3 separate regions of the Sus scrofa genome follow, and regions 1 and 2 are each linked to region 3. A link is a contact called in public Hi-C and HiChIP or PLAC-seq data. All regions are on one chromosome and are shown on one strand. The core of a region is the stretch at or near the end of the contact, and the rest is flanking DNA. Distances in the headings are between cores, read along the strand shown. Region 1 has its middle 14 kb from the start of ADPGK. Region 2 has its middle 57 kb from the start of ADPGK. Region 3 has its middle 97 kb from the start of NEO1.

Region 1 (2,751 bases), core at 210-2,709, 170 kb before region 3:
ATGGAGGTACCTCAGAAAACTAAATACAGAACTACCATATAACCTAGCAATCATACTCTTGGGCATATATCTAGATTAAACTTTACTTGAAAAAAATACATGCCCTTGTATGTTCATTGCAGCACTATTCATGATAACCAAGACATGGAAACAATCTAAATGTCCATTGACAGAGGAATGGATTAAGAAGATGTGGTACATGTACATAATGCAATACTACTCAGCCATAAAAAATAATGCCATTTGCAGCAACATGGATGGAACTAGAGACTCTCATACTAAGTGAAGTAAGTCATAAAGAGAAAGCCAAATACCATATGATATCACTTATATCTGGAATCTAATATATGGCACAAGTGAAGCTTTATGCAGAAAAGAAACTCATGGACTTGGAGAACAGACTTGTGGTTGCCAAGTGGGAGGGAAAGGGAGTGGGATGGCCTGGGAGTCTGGGGTTAATAGATGCAAATGATTGCATTTGAAATAGATAAGCAATGAGATCCTGCTGTATAGCTCAGGGAACTATATATAGTCACTTGTGATGGACCATGATGGAGAATAAGGTGAGAAAGAGAATATCTATATATGTATGACTGGGTCACTTTGCTGTACAGTAGAAATTGACAGAACACTGTAACCCAACTATAATGGAAAAAATAAAAATCATTAAAAAACAACATAATGAACATTTTTATATATCACCAACATTTTTTAATCCAATATAATTTTTCATGGCTGCATAGATTAGTAGTTATTTAACCTACTGGTAGAGAGTTAGATTGTGGGCAAGTTTTGGCTATTACAAACAACGCGGGATGCACATTCTCCAAGCAAAATCTGCTGAGTTTATTAAAGGTCTCCTTAGGATAGAGTCACACAAGTGAAATGGCTATGTCCAAGGGCACTCCGGATGATGCTCTCAGATTTGCTTCCAGCAAAGTTGATGTACCTCCCTTCTGTAGTAGACAGTAACCCTACTCCACACGCACTCCTGTCCACACAGCCTTGCCAGCCCATTTCAGGAAGGATGATGCTCAAGGCGACCTTTCTGGTTCTGAGAAAACCTGGAGAGTGGGCACGGAGAGTGCACCGTATACCACGGAGTGTGTGCCTCACCTAGGCTCTCTAGGGAAAAGGAAGGGGTCTAGGCGGAAAAGACCTGTACCGGTGAGTCTGGGCTTCAGGATTCCGGAGACGCCCCCTAGTGCGTGTGGATGCCTCAGGCTCGGTCTTCGAACATTTGCTTCCTTATCTACGGAACGGGGATAGGATCCCTCGGTGATGGAGATGTGTGGATGCGGCACCTTTGGGCATGCAGAGAACCAAGCCCCGCCTGCAGGAGCGTCCCCAGCATCCAGAGAGGGCTGAGGGCTACACTGGCCGGTATCCTGGGGGCGCCCCTCCTGCTCCTGCAGACGCCTCCCGGGGCTGGCCCGCGCCAGGAGGGAGAGCGGCCCAGAACCCGCAGGGGGCGCCGAGAGCCCACGGCAAGAGTGGCCGACGCGAGGCTCTGGGACCCTGCGGGCAGAGGGGAGGGCATCGCAAGCCGCGCAGCTCCAGGCTGGTGGGCCAGGCCTGGTGCGGGGTCTTCATCTCGTGGTGGGATTTCTTCTTGCGGGAAACAAAAGCTCTATAAGCTCAGCTGGTCCGCGCTTGAAGGCCTCGGCTTTTTTCCTCCACTGCTCGGTCCCAGGGCCGCTGTGCAGCTTCTCCTGGGCTTGAGGTTTTGGCTCCAGGGTTTCTGAATCTCGGCGCAGGGGCCACCGCCTCGGGGCAGCCTTACTGGTCTCTTCCGAGACTCGGGGGCGTGGCGCCCCGGGCAGCGCCAGGTTCCACTGGGATGCAGCCCACTTCCCACGCTGAGTTGTCTCTGAGGTTGGGGCTTTACCTGCTTCCCTAAACTTTAGCCCCTAACGTGGCACTGGAGAGCCACTCCGCCTCGGGCCCAGGGTTACAAGTAAGGGGGCCACCGCTTCTCCCTGCGCTGCACAGCTGATGGTCTAGAGGAAGGGACTACGCTCCACCACCCACCCCTTAAGCAGCTTTGCAATAGAGAGGCTGTGTACCGGGTGTGTGTGTGTGTGTGTGTGTGTTGGGGGTTGGGGGGGGTGTCCCGCACTTGTGTGGGAGTTTGTACATGTCAGCAGGGTGTTGGTGCATGTGTGACTGTGTGGATATACATTTGTGAGACCGCATCTCCTAAATTAATGATAGGTCTATATGGAGTAAATACTCAAGTCAAATTGGAAATATTTCAATCCTTGTTACTTGATGATGTAGGTAAAACAGACAAATTTGAGGGCTGGGCTTGGTATTATATTTGCAACCACAGGAACCTAACCTTGGGCAAATCTCTTTCTCAACTGGCGTTCATTGTCTCCACTTTAACAGATCATTGTTTAAATGGATGAATCGTAATGCATAAAAATATAAAATGAACATGTGTCAGACTTTATCGGGGGATCAGTAATGTGTTAAAAATTCATTCAAAGGACAATGCAAAGCCCAGATACACATATTGGCAATCAAGAATAATGAAGTGAATTTGTTAATTGATCCAAAATTGGCTTCTTCCACAGTAGGGGGAAGTCAATTGTACCTCCACTCAACAAAATTCATTTGCTGCTATGGCCAAGAGTCAGTTGTTTTATTTTCAGTTTTCTACAACTTACAGGCTCAAAGACAATGACAGGTAGAGACTATGATAGAGTCAGATTACCTGGAAGTTTACACTAGCCCACTATCCATAAG
Region 2 (2,700 bases), core at 115-2,614, 130 kb before region 3:
TTACCTGCAGCTGAAAACATTCTAACTGGCTCTGACTTTGCTCTCTGATGGCTGTGGTCAGTTTCTGCCTTCTCCATATGTTCTGGGGATAAGGGTTCTCCCAGAGGAGCTATCAAGCTACAGAAAGCACAGGGGGTCACATGGGTGCAGAGAGTTCTGAAAGTCAACTCTGAAACTTCTGGGGTTTGGATCCATTTTCTAGAATCTTCCTAATTTCGGCAGGACATTCTTTGTCCTTTCTTCTGAGGACATATGTAAGCTGAGCCTCCTTTTTACATTACAGATTATTTTCTGGAACTGAGATGTGGAGAAGGAGGCAGGGAAAGGAGTGACAGAGAAAAGAAGACTTGCCAAAAACCAAACAAAGCTAAAACTGTACATTTCCCAGCCCAGTTCTGTCCAATAAGAGATAAAAGTTTCAATGAAAAATTTGCTTTCCTTTCTTCCTGTGTAGATCATGATGATTAGAGCTGTAGCAGCCATTTTGTGACCATGAGGAAAAGCGGAGAATGTAGACTTGGCATCTTTAAACATAATACCACTACCTACCTGTCTGGTTGTGTGTATGTGTGTGTGTGTGTGGGGGAACTCTTATGTGTTAAAATTCCACCTCTCTTTTTTTTATGACCGCACTGGCAGCATATGGAAGTTCCCAGGCTAGGGGTCAACTTGGAGCTGCAGCTGCTGGCCACAGCCACATCCACACCAGATCTGAGCTGTGTCTGTGACCTATGCTGGATCCTTCAGTCACTGAGTGAGGCCAGGGATCGAAACTGCACCCTCATGGATATGAGTCAGGTTTGTTTCCAATGGGCCACATTGGGAACTCCCACTTCTGTTTTTCTTAGCTCAATGCAAATCCTAGTTGATAAACTATCCTTAAACCTGGGGCTGGGGCTGGGGCAGATGGCTGAGGACATGCCTGTTTGAGATTTTCCTCCTTCCCTCTTTCCCCCCCTTTGTCTCTCCTCTCCTCCATTTCTTCATTCCTGTTGAGCCTATACTACGCACTAACCCCTGGGCCATGCCCTGGGAGAGGGGAGTGAAACTTTGGGTGGCCCTGGGGAGTGCTTGCCACCTTTTCTGTAGGATGATCTTATTCCCAGAGATAAGCTTGGTCTCAGAGGTGCTTTCTAGGGCTACCACCCCTGCAGGTAGATTCTTTCTCTTCTTAGGGAGATAGGAGATAGAGAGGGACGAGGATAAATCTCTGAGTCGGACAGATCTGGGTTTGAACCCCAGCTCTGCTATCAGTTGGCTGTGAGAGCTTGGATAAATCACTGAGCATGGTATAAACTCTTCTACGCAGTGAGTTTATGTGTGGATGAAATGATACGGCAGTAGCTTACCAGTAGTGTTGCCTAGTCTAGCCAAGTGAGGCTCAAATGAGGGATCTATTAATAAAAAAGGAGGAGGGGATGGATATCAAGTAGACATCTGGCAGTATCTACAATGAAAGGGAAAACAGGACCGAATTCCTGATTCCTGTTGGACCAGAGCTGTGCTCCCATGTCTGGGGGTAACTTGCAAACTCTCCTGGCCTCTTCTTTGCTCCAAGAATGAGAGGCTTCCCCTGCCTCTGCCCCTCCCCCTGCCATGACCCTGGGAGTGTTATCCTCACTCATCTCAGGGCCCCATGATTCCAGCAAGACGGCTGGAGAGAATCCATGTGCCTGAGGACAGCTGGACCACAGCCTCCCTGCCCTGGCTGCACACCTGTTAGAAACTATAGTTAGAACAGTGGATCTTGGAGCAAGGAAAAGAGAGAAGCCAATGGAGAAAAAAAAAAAAAAAAAAAAAGGAAAGACAGAGGATGTTATTCCCATGCAGCAAAGCCATGGAGCTCTCTGCGTCCTCCTTAGGAAGAAGGAGTTGCCTATGGACACTTGCGGGGCTAGCCTGGAATTAGGAAAACCATGGCTGATGTGATGTAAACTCTGCCTATGCTGGCACAAAGCCTTGCCCTGAGAAGCCCTAAAAAATCCCTTTACAATCAGGGCTCCTGAATTTTTTGTTGTGCTGCCTGTTGGCTTCTATAAAGCTTTTTGCTCACCCTTCCCCTCCAGTTTCCACTACTAAAAAACTCAATTACACAGAAAGAGAAGAAATACAGCAAGTTGGATATATCATGTCGCCAGCAATATAAATGATTCACTTACTAGTTACTTTAGAAGAATTTGAACATACCTATTAAATTTTTGTGCTATAAAACAGTTTCCTGGGAGTTCCCATCGTAGTGCAATGGAAACAAATCCGACTAGGAAACATGAGGTTGGGGGTTCGATCCCTGGCCTTGCTCAGTGGGTTAAGGATCCAGCATTGCTGTGAGCTGTGGTGTAGGTCGCAGATGCATCTCGGATCTGGCGTTGCTGTGGCTGTGGTGTAGGCCGGCATCTACAGCTCTGATTTGACCCCTAGCCTGGGAACCTCCATGTGCTGCGGATGTGGCCCTAAAAAGACAAAAGACAAAGCAAAAAACAAAAACGAAAACAAAAACAAACACCAGTTTCCTAAAAACTGAAAAATTAGTCAGTAATTTCATTGTACTTATTAAAGTAGCCAATATTCACCAGCAGTCGTACACATATGACACCTCCCCATTGGCAATAGAGAGGTAAGTTATTCACATTTGAACATCAGCAGACATGTAGGGTCTTGAAGTTTATTGTAGGAATATTACTGGTTAAAAATTATTGATGC
Region 3 (2,700 bases), core at 116-2,615:
CTTATTAGTTTGCTTTCTTCTGTAAAAAGAGCTTTCCTTCTCAACTGGTATTTGGCTACTCTGAAACATAGCTCCTAAAGGGAGGACAGGATATAAATGTGTAATTTTTTCCCTTTAATAATCAATTTTCAAAAAAACTTATTGGTAAATGGCAGCAAAGTTTAAAATCCTGAGAATCACACAAAGCATGTAAAGGGGTTTTTCTCTATTCTCTGTCCCCATAATTATCTTAGCATGAGCCTGGGGAGGGACTGGGGGTGCCGAGTGGTACAGACTGTTTAGGTGGAAATCACACCTCTGATCTCCATTCCTCAGATTCTTTCTCCAGTTGGCTGATCCTAAATCTAAGATAAAACATGGCTATTATGTTCCAGTCGGTCTTGGTTATGTAATTGTGAACTTGGTACTGATCTCCCCTCTGTAATTGGAAGTATCTCCTATCGTTATTTTTCCATCACGTCCTTCAGAAGAGTATTCCACAAGCTGTAGAATTTGGGAATGTCACCGATTTTGTTCATTGGCTGAAATTTTTGTCTTGTGCATTGCAATGAGAAATCTTCATTCTGAAACCTCAAATCAATAAATAACTCTCCTCCTTCCCTGCGGACTAGGCCGCATGCATGTGGCTGGGCCCATCACTAGCATAAATCCTCGACTCTCCGCCCAGCCAAACAACACAGGCTGCACTGAGCTCTTGAACATGGCCTCATAAATCCAGCCCTGCTCAGTGCTTCTCCATCCTGGCCCTTTTGGTGCCCTCGGACCCCGAGGCTCCAGACTTGCTCCCCCAGAACCAAGTGCAGCATGAGGTGGCGGGGTGCCCCCTTCCTGAAATTGACTGCAGAACGTCATACCCTCTCTCTGACCCCTCTGCCGCCACGCTGCAACATAAGCTCCCATCTAATTGCTGCTCTGCCTCTCTCAGCAGAACTTGACCTCTTTCTGGGCTCCTCTCTTAAAGCAACTGTCTGTGTTTTTCATTATGTTTGCCAAGATGTATTAGCTTGAACTTTTCCCGGATGAGGTTCGTTTTGCTACTTTTTCTTCAAATCTCTGAGACAGCAGGTTCAAGAATGCAGCCTTTGGCGGGGGGAGTTTTTAGGCTCAGAGCCTTCAGCCAAGACAGCTGAGTGCATCAGATCCGCCTACTGGTGCTATGCGAGAACTGGCCCTTTAAGTGGACACATTCGGGTTCCAAATCCAAACCTCAGTTGGAAGTTCAAGCCACAATTGGAACACACATGTCCTGCCCAGAAAGCTGCCCCAGCCTTGAGGTGACTTTTCTCCTACAAGGCTGTCATCCTCAACCCCATCCCCCGCAAATGCAAACATCTCCTTTTAAACATTGCAGTCTCAGAGCCTCCACCCTGAAAAGGATGTTGAAAGCCAAGTTCCCCGGGGCACCCTCAGCTTCTCTGGTCTGACTAGGCAGCTGGTCAGAAACAGCAGTGGCTGGCAGCATGGCTTTGCCCAACGCAATGCCAGCAAGAATTCCTTTGTGGTCCCTGGGAAGGTGTCATCTCTGCATCTCAGCTAATCCTTCCCTTAAAAATAAAAGCGCTCCTGAGACAGAGAGCAGAGAGAGGGCAAATGCAGTGATAAGAATGCTAATCAGAATGGAGGGAGTTTTCCAGCATTTGCTTTGCTAGGAAAAAAAAAGTCATCTATAAAAAGCGCTGGAAGGCTTTTTCTTACAGCCATGGGCCTTTGCCAGAGGACAGATTTCTCTCCCTCATCTCAGTTTCTTCCAGGCCTTTTTCTTGTGTGTTCTTCTTTTTTTCTTGCTTCCTTTCTTCTTCTTTTCATGGAGTCTTCTGTGTCTGGAAAGCAGCCTGTGAGGAGTCAGAGGCTCCTGCGTGCGCTGTGGGGGCCCCAGCCACAGGTGGGGCGGACTACCTGCTGAGGGGGACAACAGATCATTTGGGGTTGCAGTAGGGAGACCCTCCTCAGCCTGATGAGGTCCTACTCAGAGATGCCTGCTGATTTTTCTGTCACCTTCCTTTCTGTTTCATTTCCATTTCCTGCTTCCCCTAGACTTTCCTCCAGTGGAGGCCCTTTCCTTTGGTGGCAAGATGACCAGGGCAGTCAGCGAGGTCACCCCTTTACCCTCCCTCCCCATACTTGATTTTTGACAAGGCTGATCTTGCACATCCAAAGAATGGCCTTCTCCCTGACCCCATGGGGTCTGGAGCCCAGGCTCTTTGTAAATAAAATGGTGTAATCTCAAGAGGCTTGCCACTGTAGAGAGAGGAATAAATAAATCAATATGTAAATAAACCCACAAGGGGTGGGGGATGTACTAGGACTTTGCAGAACTATGATCAAGCATTTTAGAAGTTGGATATTGCAGCGTTTCTGGTGAGCACTGCCTGAAGGACTAGGATTCCAGCCCTGGGCTATGGAAGAGAGAAAGTGAGCCGTGACTAAAATTCCCTCGTGGATTGATTTGACTTACATATATTCCAGGAGCTGGTCTAATTGCTGGTTCAGTCTTGGGCTTTGATTTTCCTTCTCTCACTTCCCTGCATTTCAGAGACTTTATATCAACAGGCCCTGAGCTGCCCTCTGTCCTACTGAGAAGCTTTCTGGATGTGGGATCGAATCTTCTGAGAAGACAGTGCTGGAAATTCCACCCTCTGTCAAGGGAGCACCAGATAGTCCCTACCTGGGAGAAGTGTGCTGGTGATTTCCAAGGAAAGA

The links. A called contact is a pair of places that touch in the nucleus more often than the background predicts. HiChIP or PLAC-seq counts read pairs in DNA pulled down with a chosen protein or histone mark.
Region 1: a Hi-C map of skeletal muscle shows a contact between it and region 3, with 2.1 times the contacts expected there. The contact joins two enhancer-like sites. A contact is called at or near these places in 1 of 47 Hi-C or Micro-C datasets (skeletal muscle) and 2 of 2 datasets of contacts at active chromatin or transcription factors (alveolar macrophages and skeletal muscle).
Region 2: a contact with region 3 is called in an H3K27ac HiChIP or PLAC-seq map of skeletal muscle. The contact joins two enhancer-like sites. A contact is called at or near these places in 3 of 47 Hi-C or Micro-C datasets (embryonic fibroblasts and skeletal muscle) and 1 of 2 datasets of contacts at active chromatin or transcription factors (skeletal muscle).

The regions. Positions count from the first base shown.
Region 1 is chr7:60,569,074-60,571,824 of Sscrofa11.1, reverse strand. No RefSeq gene overlaps it. Among named protein-coding and RNA genes, the nearest start is that of ADPGK, 14 kb to the left of the region's middle. Within about 2 kb of position 1,459, at least 21 of the 83 cell types and tissues checked have an H3K27ac peak or open chromatin away from gene starts, as enhancers often do. A contact at or near this core is called in skeletal muscle, where this site is marked.
Region 2 is chr7:60,525,440-60,528,139 of Sscrofa11.1, reverse strand. No RefSeq gene overlaps it. Among named protein-coding and RNA genes, the nearest start is that of ADPGK, 57 kb to the left of the region's middle. Within about 2 kb of position 1,364, at least 3 of the 83 cell types and tissues checked have an H3K27ac peak or open chromatin away from gene starts, as enhancers often do. A contact at or near this core is called in skeletal muscle, where this site is marked.
Region 3 is chr7:60,395,171-60,397,870 of Sscrofa11.1, reverse strand. No RefSeq gene overlaps it. Among named protein-coding and RNA genes, the nearest start is that of NEO1, 97 kb to the right of the region's middle. Within about 2 kb of position 1,365, at least 9 of the 83 cell types and tissues checked have an H3K27ac peak or open chromatin away from gene starts, as enhancers often do. A contact at or near this core is called in skeletal muscle, where this site is marked.